Regions from separate parts of the Ovis aries genome. Here region 2 is linked to region 1. Evidence: chromatin contacts called from public Hi-C data. All regions are on one chromosome and are shown on one strand. Each heading gives the region's core, a stretch centred on a gene start, on an enhancer-like site or on the middle of the called end of the contact. The rest is flanking DNA. Distances are from core to core; before and after follow the strand shown.

Region 1 (3,492 bases), core at 715-3,214:
ATACTCATATTCAGATTCTGAAGATTTGAACATGGCCATCTTCAGAAGGCCGTTATTCTGCCTTCCACAGAATTTTCCCTCAAATTCTGGGGTCAGGCCTCTGTTCGAAGGACCTCAGCACCCCTGTCTGTAACATGCTGGATGTCACCACACCCGCCCTTATCAGAATGGCCTCAGTACAGGCCTTCTTTCTGCCCAGAGCTTTCAAATCACAGTTGGATGTGATCAGGGGAGCCTGGATCACTGCCTAAACCTTGGCTGCAAGAGAGGCTTGGAGAGCAGATTCTGGCCTCTTCCTCGAGGATAAGCAGGTTCCTAAGAGAAAGGGTTCAAAATAAGTTGCTAAGTGGTCAAAAAGATGACAGATACCTACTGAACCTAGCCAAACCTCAGATTTTGGCTGGGGTTCTGTTTCCAGTACCGTCCCACTGAAGAGACACACTTGCACATTGAAAGAGAGAGCCTGACGCTGTGACTCAAACATATTCAGAGACATAAAAGCCAATCCCCAAAGCACATGACTGAGGATTCCTGATGGTAAAGGAAGAGCTTGCACTTGCAAGAGAGACTGGATTTGTGTGTCTCCAAAAGCGATGGGAGGACGACACAGTGAGGCCGTAGCAGAGTGCTCTGTGTCCCTTCAGGATGCTCTGAGACGGACGGGTGCCTCGACAGGCAATGGGGTCGCTGTCACTTAGAGTTTTAAGGCTGAAGCAGGATGACAAGATACTGGGGCACAAAGAGGGAATTCAAATAGCAGCTGAGAATCACACTGAATGGCTTCTAAGTTTTCATCATCTTGTTCTTACTCAATAACCCAGTTGTCGAGGGGACTAAGGGCCAAATCACAATTTTACATGGAAGTAGTATTTTTTTTAAGGGAAAATGCTTGATTTTTTTGTTTTGCTCTTAAATTTAATTTTCTGATTCTGATCCCTTACTTTTCTTTTTACAGTAAGTAAGTAACATTTTTAAACTGTGTAGCATGTTTCCACTCTGACTCCAGAGTCTGGTTTTTATCTCGGGCGTGCTGCCGTGCTACAGGACTTGACGTGCCTTTTGTGTTCGGTAATGTCTTCATCTGAACAACAGGCCTGGAAAGGTTGATCCCCCAGTGCCGAAGCCAAGCATTGACTGGATAGAAGTTGATGAATTTATATAGGAACTAAGCAATTTCAATCTGTTTTCCTTTTTTCTGTGTATGCAATTCCCTGTCTGCATTCCAGCCTTGGTGGAGAGGCGGCCCCAGTTATCGCCTCTGCACAGACATGGTGGAGGTTGACAGTAGGGGCCAGGTCGACCTGCTTCTTTCCAAACTGTTCCAAGGCTGACGGGTTTACTTACATGCACACACACAAAATGCGCTTTGGAAAGTTATTTTACAAAACTGAATCTCACGCGGGGAACTACGTGCCTTTCTAAGCGGAACGTCAGATATTTCTGCGTGGATTTAACCTGATCTTCTTTTCTTTTGATCCAACTCCATATTGCTTGATATGACGCAGATTTCCTGAGTGACCCGGGCATCAGGAGTCACAGGCACGTAGGGTTTTGTACTCTTTCTTGGAAAATGGGAGAAACAACTTCTGTTCATCTGCAAAGCACCACAATGGATAGCGTTTCTGAAACTTTCATAGGTCCCATGTTCAGACTGGGGTGTGTGTGTGTGCATATGTGTGTGCGTATGTGTGATGCTAGTGAGGATGGAGAATGGGAGTAGAAGAAACTGCAAAAAAAAAAAAAATCTTAATTCTTTTTTTGACCATCTCCTAGCAGCCAACCTGCACCCCAAATAACAAAAAAAAACAATAATGTAATATATTTATAGTCATTTTCCTTCTTTGTTCTTAGAAAGCATTCCTTCCAGGTTGTTTTGTTTTAGTCCTGAGCAAGCAGCAATGCTGCCTAAGAACAGAGGGAATCTTCACAAGCAGGTGTCACGGTAGACTAAAATTTACCACAAAAGATGCTCTGACAGATATTCAGGGTGCAGATAATCCTTACAGCCTGCACAGTGATTAGCTAGAATGCTAAGCAGCTATTCCCATCAATGACTGTAATTAGTCATCTTTTAACACAGCCAAACCAGCTCCCGGCATCTCTTCTTAGAAGTCTCTAGAATCTATAAATAGAATATGTTAAGCATTCCCCACCTTATAGTCAGTCACACCCTCCCCTCCAACGGTCCTTTGTCTCTCTTCCTCTGTTCTCTGCTCTGTTAGTCTCTGCTTCCTCCACCCAGCCCTCTCCTACAGGCAATCCAGCCCAGACACTCCTTCTCACTGTTTCTCTTTTTTATTAGAAGAGAAACATTTTGCAGATGACCCTCCCCCACCCCACCAAGTGAGCAGAGTTCCCTGTGTCTTCTTTCTTACAGCCTCCCTAAAGGGCACCCCAACGATGCCTGTGCCCCACCCTGCAGGAGTCCAGGAGTCCAGGCGACTTAGGGCTAGCTGCGGTGGGAGGTACCACGATGTCTAGACTCCAGGATGGGGAGGGGAGGCAGGAAGGAAGGAGGCTGAGCAAAGGGTAGAAACAGAGGCAACCAGTTGGCTGGGAGGCTTACATCCCATGAGAGCATTAACTCCAACTCCTGCTCCAGGACTGTAAGGCTGCAGCCAAGACAAGTGACCCTGTGCTCTTACAACACGCCCGCTCTTCTCCTAACTCCCCCGGAGCTGCCGCAGGACAAACCACCAGCCATTCCCACCCCCAATTGCAGGCAAAATGTTGAAAGGTTTCAAGGAAGAATGCAGTTACAGGACATTGAAGTACAGCCCACGGAAGGGTAAGCAGACAGCTCCCCTGGGGCAGTGCAGGAGTCTCACCTCCTCCCTTGGCCTGCTGAGTCTGAAAGCACAGGGTAGCCAAGGAAGCCCTAATTCCTGGGGCTCTGACCTGTTCGAGGAAGTTGCTTACAGACACGGCTTTCTCATCACCCACATCTCACTTGCTTGTGCTCTGGCCCTCACCCCTGATTCGCGCCACCCTCCCTCCTTCAAATTCCCTAGGGTTCTATTTTGTTGCTACTGACTGTCCCTGGTACAGAGCCCCTGGCCCCGCTCTGTCTGCTTTCTAGCCTCATCAGTCTAGACTGGCTTGCTTTTGCTTTGGGGGTCGGGGGGAGGGGTCGGGGTCTGTGGGGAGGAAAGGCTGGAAGAGGAGTCAGGAACATCAACCACCAAAAGGAAGAATGGTAACACAAGTAGACTGTTTAAGCTTTACATTTGGCAAGACTTTCGATACAGTGTCCGATATTCATTCAACACATAGTTATGGGGAAGGGGACACACTGTTCTGGGCTCTGAGGACACAGATGGTAAAAGGCAAAGTCTCAAAGTCTGTTAATAGATCGCCTTTCCACTTAAACTAGCTAGGGTTTCTCATGCTTTTACCTAAAGATAGGTAACACTGTTGCAGGAAGGGGGACCCCTTCCAGGGCCCGAAACTGGGCTCTTGTCTAACACTCAGAAATGAATTGTCTGAGGAGAC
Region 2 (3,492 bases), core at 628-3,127, 460 kb before region 1:
AGTTTCGCAGGCTCCTTTTGTTCTAAATCTATTGAAAACCCAGGGCGAAATATCCGTTTCTCAGATCCCATTAACTCCCCAAAGTGAAAAAAGTGGTTTTGCCCTTCATTTGACCTAGTGAAATAGATGGAAGGAAAGGAAAAACCAGACTCCCTGTGATAAGGATAATAATAGATGTAGCCCTTGATTCCTTTCAGGGAGATGTGAATACTGTTTTGCCCCTTTACTATTTGACCAGAAGATGATGATGATGGCAATGCAAATGGCTAACATTCATTGTGTTTTTACTTTGCTTCCTGCCAACAAATTTATATACTTGTTACCTTTTGTTCCCATGTACATTGTTTCAGTTCACTGATACAACAGTATTATTATCCCCATTTTGCAGATGAGAAAACAGAAGCCTGGAGGTCAAGGAACTTAACCCAAGTTACCCACCAAGTAAGCAGCTGAACTGCAATGTAAACTCAAATCTCTGACACCAGAGCTCTGACCCCTTAACTCTAAAGGGGTTGAACTATAAACTATCAGTTCAGTTCAGTTCAGTTGCTCAGTCGTGTCCGACTGTTTGTGACCCCATGAACCACAGCATGCCAGGCCTCCCTGTCCATCACCAACTCCCGAAGTCCACCCAAACCCATGTCCACTGAATCAGTGATGCCATCCAACCATCTCATCCTCTGTCGTCCCCTTCTCCTCCTGCCCTCAATCTTTCCCAGCATCAGCTTCCTGGCTATTTTCCCAACTTGATAAATGAGAACACATCTGATAGAGGTCAAACCAGTTACAGGACTTGTCCTGGCTTACGGAGATGTCCAGATGGCTCACTGAGATGTCTAGACTTGGTGTTCATTCTCTTGATCCAGAGGTTTCCTGTTCTTTGTGGTGTAGGCTCATCTGCAAAGGGACATGAGGGAAGAAAGAGGAAGAGGTGGGACTTCTTGGTGGGGACACATTGAGGGGATCTTAACACAGCGGAAAAGCCAGAAGGATGCTAGGTGGCAGACCCTTCTATCACCACATCCTTGTGGGCTACAGCCGCCCTGACCCTGGCTTGGGTCATGAACTAACTGGAGATTGTCTACATTTTGGTGCTGGGTAGAGCAAGCTGGGGCAGATGGGGCAGCTTGAACAAAAATGTGTAACCTTGTCTGACTCATCCTGGCTTTGGAACTGCCTGGTCAACAGTGGGTGGCAGCAATTCCTTCCTGGAAGGGGCAGGTGCTTTGGGTTCCTTTCTGCCACTCTTGCTTTATTTTGTCCTTGGTAGAATGCAAAGTTTGATGATCTTATTATCTTATTCCTGTGTTTATAGGGGTTTGTTTTACTCTGCCTAATCGTCTATCCCCTTGCTGCTTGTCTTCATGAGAGAGGCTCACAGCTGCCACTCAGGCAACCTTCACACTTACTCACCCCCACCACATCCTTGCCATCATAATCAGCTGCCTTTGCATGGAGACTTCACCCCCACAGTGATCCAAGACTTTACCCTCACAGTAATCCAAGACTTCGAAACTTGGCAGAGCCTCCTCCTGTGATGGGTTAAGACCCTGTCCCAGGGGTCTCTTCTGTAATATACGGCACTGAACTACAGGGAGAGGTGGCATATTTATCTTCTCTGGAGGGGATGAGGGGCCAGGCTAGCTAGTTGAAATCCTTAACTCTCTGGGAGGGCTGCTCTCTGATAGAGAGGAGTGGATTCTGGGGCAATGAGAAGGAGTCCCCAGTATTTCTATCTGTAGATTATGAATGAGAAAACCAGGCTTTAAATCCCTCCTTCCTTCCTTTCTTCTTCTTCTTCTTTTCTAATAGACTTGGAGGCACACAGGCATGTATTTCAGTTACAGTCAACAGCTTCAGTGACCTTTGTAACTTAAAAAACTATTGGACTGTGGGAGGTAGTAAAGCTAGAATTAGAATAGAGCTGGCTCAACTGGTGTATAAACCATCCTGGCTGCCAGTTTTGTTTTCTGAAAATTAGAGATTTGGACAAGGAGAACTTTTGGAAATTTTAAGACTTGTTAATTCCAACATTTTATTTTGGGGAAAAAGTGGAAATTTCAAGCTGACTTTTTGAGTAAGACAATGATATAAATCTTTAAAAACATAAAGTGGAGAAGGGTGTGGGGGTGGGTCTTTAATTTCCTGGATTTTCATGGATTCAAAGTGTCGACTCTTGTCACAGCCACCTACGTGGTTTAACCCACTGTAGGTTTCTAAGCTGAATCCACGTAGAATACTCTTCAGACTTGTGTGGTAGTTGTACAAAGCTGACCATTTATAACCTGCTAGGGCTTAGTTATGTGTCTTAAACACTCATAAGACAAATAAATTGTCCTAGTGGTCTATATTTGGTGCCCTTTTTTTTTTTTTTTTTGCATCCCTGTGTACAGAGCTGAACTGAGCTGGTTGCTTGTTCTTGATGCAAATAAATATAATGGCCCAATTGTCTCCTTATGCCAGGGGGTGGACTATGAGCACACCCAGAGCCCTGTGGGAGCCCACAGAAGGGAGGTGGCTATTTGGACATTTAGTCTGTAACGGAGACAAGTTAACGATCCTGCCTGGGGCATTCCAGAGCTTATTTAATGATAAAATTGGACTCAAATTCTCCACCAGGGCTTGTAAGTTCTGTGCAATGCAGGATGGGGTGAGAGTGTAGTTAAGTATACATCCGAAAGGCATTTTAACCTGTGAGGAAACAGCAAATCCCCTCTGTGATTTGAAAATCCCCTCAATTTTAAAACGTGGCAAGACATTGCCTTGAAAACACTGACTGCGCTGTGAGGCAGAGGGGATCAGGCAAAGGCATTGGTGGCTTGGTGCACTTTTTGGCAAATGAGGAAGCAAGACAGGGCCTTCAAATACAAGAGGGACTAGGTCAGGAATGAGGGAGATCCATGGAAAGAAGAGGTAAAAAAGAGGTGAGGGAAGAATGTACACCGCCAGGAGTGAAGTCTGTTGTAAACTGTGTATAAATATGGGCTTACCTGTAGTAACAAACACATGCACAAAGTTAATAATTGGGAAAACTGGGAAGGCAGGTGTGTGAGAAGTCTATACTTTTCCCCAAATTTCCGTAAACCTAAAACATCTTCCTCAATAGAGTCTACTAGTTAAAGAGACAGCCAGACAGACAGAGAGGAGAAAAGGGAGAAGAAGAAGAAGAAAGAAGAAGGAAAGAGAAGAAGACTGTGGGAAAGCAGAGAGCCCTTGTCTAGAGTTGACATGTTAAGTCTAACTGAGTGGAAAGCAGAGAAGTTTCTCAATGCTTTGGAGAGAGAAAGTAGAAGGTACACTTGGCAGGAGAGAAAATGCAACGTTAGTTAGAATTTCCACAGGATCAAGGGAGCTGGGTTGCAACAAGGTCAGTGCACTCAGAGAGGAGAACTTGCATCTGGCATCAAAAAGGACCATCATCCTGTGAAACTGGGTGGGAGCTAGACCTCAGGAGAAGCGTGTGGACGGTCCGAATAGCAACAGTAATGACAC

Evidence for each region. A called contact is a pair of places that touch in the nucleus more often than the background predicts.
Region 2: a contact with region 1 is called in a Hi-C map of blood, with 3 times the contacts expected there. The contact joins two enhancer-like sites. A contact is called at or near these places in 7 of 16 Hi-C or Micro-C datasets (blood, hypothalamus, mixed tissues and 2 more).

What each region holds. Positions count from the first base shown.
Region 1 is chr3:86,196,218-86,199,709 of ARS-UI_Ramb_v3.0, reverse strand. No RefSeq gene overlaps it. Among named protein-coding and RNA genes, the nearest start is that of RMDN2, 46 kb to the right of the region's middle. Within about 2 kb of position 1,964, at least 4 of the 54 cell types and tissues checked have an H3K27ac peak or open chromatin away from gene starts, as enhancers often do.
Region 2 is chr3:86,651,341-86,654,832 of ARS-UI_Ramb_v3.0, reverse strand. No RefSeq gene overlaps it. Among named protein-coding and RNA genes, the nearest start is that of QPCT, 65 kb to the left of the region's middle. Within about 2 kb of position 1,877, at least 11 of the 54 cell types and tissues checked have an H3K27ac peak or open chromatin away from gene starts, as enhancers often do.